Regions from separate parts of the Mus musculus genome. Here all the other regions are linked to region 2. Evidence: chromatin contacts called from public Hi-C and promoter capture Hi-C data. All regions are on one chromosome and are shown on one strand. The core of a region is the stretch at or near the end of the contact, and the rest is flanking DNA. Distances in the headings are between cores, read along the strand shown.

The links. Promoter capture Hi-C pulls out the DNA fragments that hold promoters and counts their contacts. Hi-C and Micro-C count contacts between places; a contact is called where the count stands out from the background.
Region 1: a contact with region 2 is called in a promoter capture Hi-C map of liver, with 4 times the contacts expected there. The contact joins the promoter of Rfc3 here to the promoter of N4bp2l1 in region 2. A contact is called at or near these places in 11 of 39 promoter capture datasets (the 3T3-L1 cell line, the C10 cell line, cranial neural crest and 5 more) and 3 of 115 datasets of contacts at active chromatin or transcription factors (the 230-238 cell line and embryonic forebrain).
Region 3: a Hi-C map of B cells shows a contact between it and region 2, with 6 read pairs. The contact joins the promoter of Uspl1 here to the promoter of N4bp2l1 in region 2.

What each region holds. Positions count from the first base shown.
Region 1 is chr5:151,649,862-151,652,561 of GRCm38.p6, reverse strand. Rfc3 (replication factor C (activator 1) 3) reads left to right here and starts at 1,354. Exons shown (of 9, transcript NM_027009.2): 1 at 1,354-1,496; 2 at 2,553-2,690. The coding sequence starts at 1,410.
Region 2 is chr5:150,593,203-150,595,902 of GRCm38.p6, reverse strand. It overlaps N4bp2l1 (NEDD4 binding protein 2-like 1), which reads left to right and starts at 1,378. Exons shown (of 5, transcript NM_133898.4): 1 at 1,378-1,639. The coding sequence starts at 1,467.
Region 3 is chr5:149,183,155-149,185,854 of GRCm38.p6, reverse strand. Uspl1 (ubiquitin specific peptidase like 1) reads right to left here and starts at 1,295. Exons shown (of 9, transcript NM_001115149.1): 1 at 1,049-1,295.

The DNA.
Region 1 (2,700 bases), core at 105-2,604, 1.1 Mb before region 2:
CCCAGATTTAGCTTGTGAGCTAGCTTACATAATCTAGCAGTAGCTATCACAGCTTAGACAGATGGACCATTTTGTGGCTACAGGGTCCAATCCTTTGGACAGGTACATCACAGGGTGTTTCCATGGTCCCAAAATTTGGATTAAAAGCCCTTCTGTCTTGTTTTATGGACAAACAGATGAAAAAGTTTTGAGACATCTGGAAGTTTTAGGGCTGGAGTCAATGCTAGAGCTGTTTCTAAAGCTTCAAATACCTTTTGTTCAACCTCAGTCCAGATTAAGGGCTCAGTGCCCTGCTTCGTGCTGGTGTGTAGTGAGAGGCCTTGCTCTGCTTACAAACTCTGGAATCCAGAGGCAGCACTACTCCATTGCCCCTAGGAACATACCTATATAGTAGTTTCTATAGTGATTCCAAATCTCATCAAGCTGATGACCAAGATTAACCATAGCAACAAGCTTTCAGGTGTCTGAAAGAAACTTCTGAAGCTACTGCAGGGAGCAGATCAGAGCTGTGTCTCTGGCCTTGGCCCTCTGGCTATGATTTGAGGACTCTATCCTTCCTTCCCAGCCACTTCCTCAGGTCTCACAAGTTGAAGAATTCCAAGTATGGTTATAAGTTAAAAAATACAGGGCAACCAATTAAAATCTAATTTCAGATAAAAATTAATTTCATTGCAAATATTGCCTGGGACACACACCGAAATGTTATTGGGGATCTAAATGTTATTGGGGGCATCTGTGTGTTGTATTTGTGAAAACAAGTAAACCTAGGTTTTTTTTTTTTCTATGTTCTCTTCACATTCTTTCAATCTTTTAGATTAAAAGAATATACCCTAGGATCCACCATGAACTACCTGTCTTTGGACGTTGTCTGTCATGCTTCTGGGTACTTTCGCTTCTGATTTCCTTTACTTTCTATTTCCTTTACTTTCCTAGTTCAGAACATATAGTTCACAGAGGCATGTAGGCAAATGCTCATTGAATATTGGAGTTTGTTTATTATTTTAAAGAAAAGCAGTTCTACTAATAAAGATAACAGATTATGTAGCACTAATTAGAATGAAGTTGTGAATCAGTGAATAAATGAAAGAATGAAATGGAGGGAATTTCCTTCCCTAAGAACTCAGATTGGACGAACCTGAATGTCAGAGATACATCTTTAATTCCTTCGAATGTTTTCTAAAATGTTACAGGGTGAGAACAAAGAGGCAGCCACTGCCCGGTAAATCCAGCGACTGTTGGTGCAGTGGTGGAAGTGGGAACTGCAGCGACTGCTCCACTCCCGGTTGAGATTGCCCAGTCTCCCTATCCGGAAGTCGCCGGGTGCCGGAAGTGACGTCGCACGCTTTCGCGCTCGCGGGAAAACTCTACTGTCTAAGCGGCGGGTCCGCTGGTGCGACTGTGGAGCGGTCATGAGCCTCTGGGTGGACAAGTACCGGCCGAGCTCCCTTGCCCGGCTGGACTATCATAAGGAACAGGCAGCACAGCTGCGCAACCTGGTGAGCCGCCCTGCTCAGCAGCTTCCTGCACAGCCCGGGGAAGGGAAGGGAAGGGAAGGGAAGGGAAGGGAAGGGAAGGGAAGGGAGGGAGGGAGGGAGGAGGCGGGCGCCCCGGTGCTAGCGAGGGGGTCAGAGTGACGCGTTCCTCAAAGTGCGGTGTGTTTGCTGCCGGGAACCTCAATGGCTTGGTGTGGGGACCAGAAGAAGGCCAGTGTAGTGGAGAATCAGGAGCAAGCAGCGGCGGTAGGGGGCGGGGATGGGGGTGTGCCCGGGCCTCGGTGTTACTGCAAATGCCTGATGGGCTCTCCCGCTACAGAGAGCTTAGGTGGGAAGCTGATAGAGGTGACTGTGCCCCGGACCCTGTTCTTAGTTACTGCGGAATCACAGCTAAGGCTTTTCTGAAAAGGAGAGATTATTTTAACGAGTGCCGCGATCGTTCATATGAGAGCTTTTGGAAGACTCGAGGGTGAAGTGGAAGATATGTTTTAGGTTTGGTTTTGGTTTTGGTTCGTGATGCATGCACTAATTTGAAATAGAATATTATGCTTCGTTAATACACGTGCCGGTTTTCCTTGCAAAAGCTTTAATGTTCAGTTTCCCGGTGGCAAGATCAAGACCCCATGTTAATAGTACTCTTTCGTTTGATGGCACTCTGTTACTGCTGTCTTTTCCATAGCATTGATCAACCTTGATCTAGTGTGAAGTTCTTCTGTCTCTTCCAAGTGAACTTACAAGGAAATCAGCGCACCTGCTTCTGAGCAAGAGGACCATTATGGGGAGCCCGGGCCAGACAAGCATCTGTCTTAGTTACAGAGATTGGGTTCGCCTTCTGTCATCCCTTAGTTTCAAACGGGCCCTTCAGATAGCTTACTTAGGGAGTGCCTACTTTTAAGCATTTAGTGCATGTAAATTAGATTAAATTAGTGTCCAGAGTTTGGTACATTTTCTGTTGGAGCTGGATGGTAAACAGAATATCTTGGAACTTTAAAAGTGGTTTGTTTAACTTAGTTCACCCAGTTTAACTAAGATATAATGTCTTGTTCTTTTTTTCCTTAGGTGCAGTGTGGAGACTTTCCTCACCTCTTAGTATATGGACCATCAGGTGCTGGAAAAAAGACAAGAATTATGTGTATTCTACGTGAACTTTATGGTATCGGGGTGGAAAAACTGAGAATTGAGCATCAGACTATCACAGTAAGCATCT
Region 2 (2,700 bases), core at 129-2,628:
ACACTTCATGAATTTTTGTGGGGCCATGCTAATCTGCTCTGCATCCACTTTAAGGTGCTGCCAAATCGAGCCCTTTAACCCCATTTTGTACCATCCACACCCCAAATGCTCCATGTTTCTTACTGGACAGCAGATGATTGGAATGAAAAAGAAAGTATTTGAGGCTGAGGGGAACCACGTTTGTAAACGTGTGCTAAGGGTATGCTCAGGGTGCAGGAGATTCACTTCCTCAAATGTGAACCCGGACGTATACAAGCTAAAGGTCACTGCTGTTAGGACAAATGTGTCTTCTCCATTCCTCGTGCTTCCTCTTAATGTGCACACAGAAAGAAGGACTAAAGAAGTAGCTTCACTCCGGGAGGGGAATTCCCGGGGGAGCAACCTGACTGCTCCACACCCCAACCCAGGGGAAGTCCAAAGCCAGCGAGATGCACAGGCAGCTGTCCTCCCTCCTTGTACACAGCCCCTTCCTAACGCGCTCATCAGGAAATCTCTGATTTTGACATAGGTTCTGAGTCTTAGAAAGACACTACTTCTTTCTCCACACTTCCTTCTCATAATGCTCATACCTTAGGTGCCAGACACAAAATGTTTTGATTTTTACAACAATTGTAGCCAAAGCCACCAATATCTCAGATTTTCTAGTATGCAAATTTTGAACAGTTTCATTCTGAAAACCAGGACCATTCTATTGCTTCTAAAGGGAAATACTGGAGAGTCACAGCCAGTGGGTGCTGCCAACTCCTGCAACTTGAATTTGGTTTTATATAAATGGTACCATGACAATCTCCCCTGCTATGTGGCAGCGGAAGGTGTTCATGAAGCCTCCTGAGTCCACCCGAGACCCAAGGAGTAACAAGAGACTTAAAAGTTGCATACAGCTTTTAAGGATAGTTTTGGCAGGCCGGTACCGGTACTAAGGAAACGTACAGGACCCTGAAGGAGTGTACCTCAGTCCTTGGGACCCCAGCCAGGTGCTGACTGATTCACAGGCAGTAGGGGAGACAACAGTCTTTACTGTGACTGCTCGGATGCGCTGGTCACATTCTCTAATCTCCCACGGAAAGTATTTACTTTCAAGGTCTAGGCCGGTCTGAAGTGAGATGAGGCAGAGCCGTGGCAGAGGGCTGGGCTTCCACAGTGACTGCAGGGAAACCTCCCACTGTGTCCCCGGGGCCAGGCCCCTTCCCTTGGGAAGGGCTGCGGAAGGCGGCGGGGGGCTGGAGGGAGCGCTGGGGGCTGCGTCACCCACGCTTCCCCGGGCTGTCAGACTCCCCGGCAGCGCCGGGGCCTCACAGGTAGAGACGCCCCCTCCCGCGGTTCGCGGGGCCGGGGAGGAGGGGCCGGGCTCCGAGCGCCCGCCCCTCCATCTATCACATGGCCGGAGAGTCACAAAAACAACAGCTTTGGCCAAGACCGTGACTTCAGGAAGGGAGCTCAGGGCCCTCGCCGCCAGCCCCCTCCCCATGGAGGACAGTTTTCTGGAATCGTTCGGGAGGCTGAGCCTCCAACAGCGGCAGCAGCAGCCGCCTCCTCGGCCGCCGCCCGCTCGGGGGCCACCTCCGCGCCGCCACAGCTTTAGGAAACACCTCTACCTCCTGCGCGGCCTCCCGGGCTCGGGAAAAACCACGCTGGCCAGGTAATGAGAGCGGCCTGGCGCCCACTCGCGCTCCTGCCCCGAGCGGCTCCGCGCGCCGCCCCTGCCCTTGCCCCGCGCGCCCGAGAGCTTTGCCGCGCGCCGGCCCGGGAGGACGGACCTCGGCAGTGCGCCTTGCGCAAGCCCCAAGACGCCGCCGCCGGCCCTTCCCCGCCGCGCCGGGCCTGGTGCCCACCCCTCCACCCCCAACTCCCCGGCAACCTTCGTCCCCAGCCCCGGGTCGGGGAGGCCCGCGGGGACTGCTCTTCGGGAAAAGCTGGTGGTGACTGCAGAGAAACCCGCTCCCCGCCCGCTGGCGCGCAGGCAGCCGCCACGGCGCCCACAGGCGCTGTCACCGGAGCGAGTTCGGGGATGTCCGGGTCGGGGGTCCGCGCGGCGCTGGCCGGGGGCCCGCTTTGAGATCTGGTGGATCGGCGCAGCCTGCGGCTGCTTTGGCGGCTGCGAAGGCGCACAGGTGCTCTGGGGAGGGGGGCGGGGGGCTGGCGGCGCCACCACCGACCGTCACTGACAGCCTCTCCGCGGGCGCCCAAATTCGATCACTCGCGAATTGCGTAAGCGGCCCTTCGGGTACCCGGGCAGAGAGAACTGCGCGGGCTTGCTGCCTGCTGCACCTTGCTAGGCCCACCGCTCCAGCCTGAACGCCCTCCACTTCCTGCCCTGCACTTGGTATTCCAGCAACGTTGGACTGTTTCTCTCTCCTTGCTGGGGTTGAGGATGCTGACCCTCCTGCCTGGCTTTCCCACCGTCACCCTTTGCCCGACTGGTCTCACTAGCCTTTTAAAACCGGTTCTATTACCTCCCCTCGCAGCTGCCTCACCCTGCCGTAGAAGCCGCCCGCCCTTCTCAGCGTCTTGGCTCCTGTTTACATCTCTGTGACTGCGCTTAGGTTTGCACACGGTTGCTTTTGCCTTCTGTGAGATACTTGAAGATAGGGGCCATGTCTTACCCTCCGTGAACGTTATCGGGCACACACTAGTCGATAGAAGCAGTCACTTGCCACCTGTGTGCTTGCTTCCCTTCTCATCAGATAAGGCTAGCCCTAG
Region 3 (2,700 bases), core at 46-2,545, 1.4 Mb after region 2:
CTTGGGGTTTTTCAAGCACTGTATTATACACAAAACCCCGGGGTGGGTCTCAAATTTCAATTTGTCTAGGAATAAATTACCTTCATTATCTTTTCTCCAAGTGTAACTGCTAGCTCCTCCCTGTACAGTATCTAAATTTTGGCATCTTTTGGGTTTCCAAATACAGACTAGAAAGTTTGTGCCGTCTACTCACTCTCATCTCCCATGTTTGCACAGTAGGCGCCATCTAAACTCGTGAACGAGGCTTTGGAAATGTTTCGAACTTGTCTCTCTTTCCATTCATATCACTGTCAAAATGACAGCTCCGCTTCAAACCACCTATTTAATCCAATCTGATTGTAGGAAGTCCGCCCAAACAGCTCAGTACATCCTAAAGATTATGACATGAGCTTATTTCAAGGAGAACAACCAAGGTTTTCCAGTGTTCATCTCCGGCACTTTTCCTCTTACCTACGCCCACCACCGAGCCCCCACCTTCAACGTAGGTAAGTCGCATTCCGGAGACCTTAATGGGAGATATCAGCCCAGAATAGATCCATTTAGCAGCCAATCACGAGAGGGATTTAAATTTAATTCACTGCATGTGTAGAAACTATTACAGGTATTCAAAGGGCCTGGAACCCTTCGGAGCTTTATCTCTCGGCTCTGCATATGAATTTTCAAGGCCAGCAGACTTAAGCCCCAGCGAAGGGATAGGCTTTACAGAGCCCAATACTGCTTGGTACCCAGTCCAGCTTCCCGAATTTGAGACGGATGGGTCCACGCGAACTGAGCTTCAAAAGCCTACCAAGGAAGTCCAAGAGGCGCGGCGTTCCGTTACCCAGCCCATCTCCACGCTCTTCGTGGGGCGGGCACAAACTCTGGTTTCTCTTCAGCGTTTACCTCTTTGAGCCTAACCGGAACCTGAAGACCCAGCCTGCACCTCCATCCTCCACCTTGCCCACCACAACCTCGTTCCTACCCCATCTTTTCAGCGCGCCAACGACCCACCCCGGGCACTCCAGCCGTCCCAATTTCTACTTCCCGAGGGAACTACTGTCTTCCTTACCCTCCCGAAGTACGCTCCTTCTTCGCATACAGTGGACCCGAACTCCTCTTCCAGCTTGAGGTCCCCACCATCTAACCGTAACGTTCAACCCACGTTCCCTCGGACGGCTCCTCCCCCACAGCCCTCTCCGCCAGGAAAGCAACTTCCGCCTGCGAGTCCGCCGCCCAAGAGCTACCCCACAAACACTTTCCTGCGGCAGGCAGCCCTGCTTGAGAGCACGCGGGCAGGGCCGGGGAAGGGGAAGACCAGAGCACTTCCGGCAGGGCTCCGCAGAGGCGTGGCTTGCCCGCCCAGCAGGCGCAGGCGCAGTGGGAACTGCGGCGACAGGGCGGGGCCCCTCGCTACAGAGCCTGCAAAGTGTGAGTCGGGAGGACGGGGGAGGGGGAGGGGGAGGGAGCTGGAGGGGGTGGGGCAGGCTTGGTTCTGGAAGCTGCTGGAAAGCGCTGGAGTGGCGGAGGTGACGCCAGAGGCTAGGGGGCGGGGCGTGATTAAAATTAGTGCGCGGCCTTCAGCGGAGGGATTACGCGGCAGAGGAAGGAGAGGTCGCTGGGCGGCTGCCTGCCTGGCGCGCAGGCGCAGTGATGGGCCTCCCTGGCGGGCCGTCATGGCGGACGCCACGACGGGCTCCCATAGTTGGTTCTTTTCGGCCCGCGCGCCACCACCCTACGTGTTCACAAACGGTTACCACACACGGAGCTGCCCCTCCCTTCTTCCCCAAACCCATCCTTGGAGGCCACTTTTTCTTTCTTCCCTCTCTGATCTGCTCACGGTAAGGGGGGTAGCGAAAGACGAGCACTTGACCCGGGGTGGCACTGAGCAGCCGACCCGCGCATCTCAGCAGCCGCCCTGCCTCCTTGAACTTCAGAGAGGGGAGAGCTCAGTTGCTAAGTTTTAAGAACTGCCTTCGTAGAAAGGTCATGTGGTGTCAGGGAGGTCATGACTGATCGCGTCCATGAGGACATCCTATTCTTGGAGTCCTTTGCATAGACTGTTTCCGTGGCCTGGGACTACAATTTGGGATTTTTTCTGGACCTTACAGGAATCATGACTGGCATTTTGGATTGCGGTCCTGTAGGGTTTCATTAGTGGTCTTAAACGACCATGTTCTGGCAGAATACTGATAATTTTGGTAGCGTGCAATGGGGGAAACAAGTCCGCTGTAGGAAGAAATTATTCAATAAAAGAATTTCAGTTTGTGGTACTTAGGAATGGAAATCGCTGAGCGTTCCAACAGAGACTTTGTTAGGGTTTTTTTTCTCCTCTCTCATGACGAAAATAGACTGGTTAGGTTTTGCTTTTTTTTAATTTTATTTATCTTTGCATTTACACTACATACTGTACTGGTATATTTGTTGTAAGATCAAACAAGTAAGATTTCTTTTTGTATGGATTATGAGGTTTTTGAGAAAGTATTTCTTCCTGAGAGAGTAGCCAAGATTAATAGGATTGTTTTCTTATTCAACATGCTATTTCCATTTTTAGAGTGGAGTACACTTCCCCTCCCAATAAACACTTGCTGAATGTCAGCTCATAAATTGAATGATCTAGTTGGTTCAGTTAAAATGTAACCCGACTTTTGAGGTGTAAAGCAACATCCACAAACAACTAGAATAAAAATAAAAATGGATTATTGCTGTCTTTAATGAAAAATT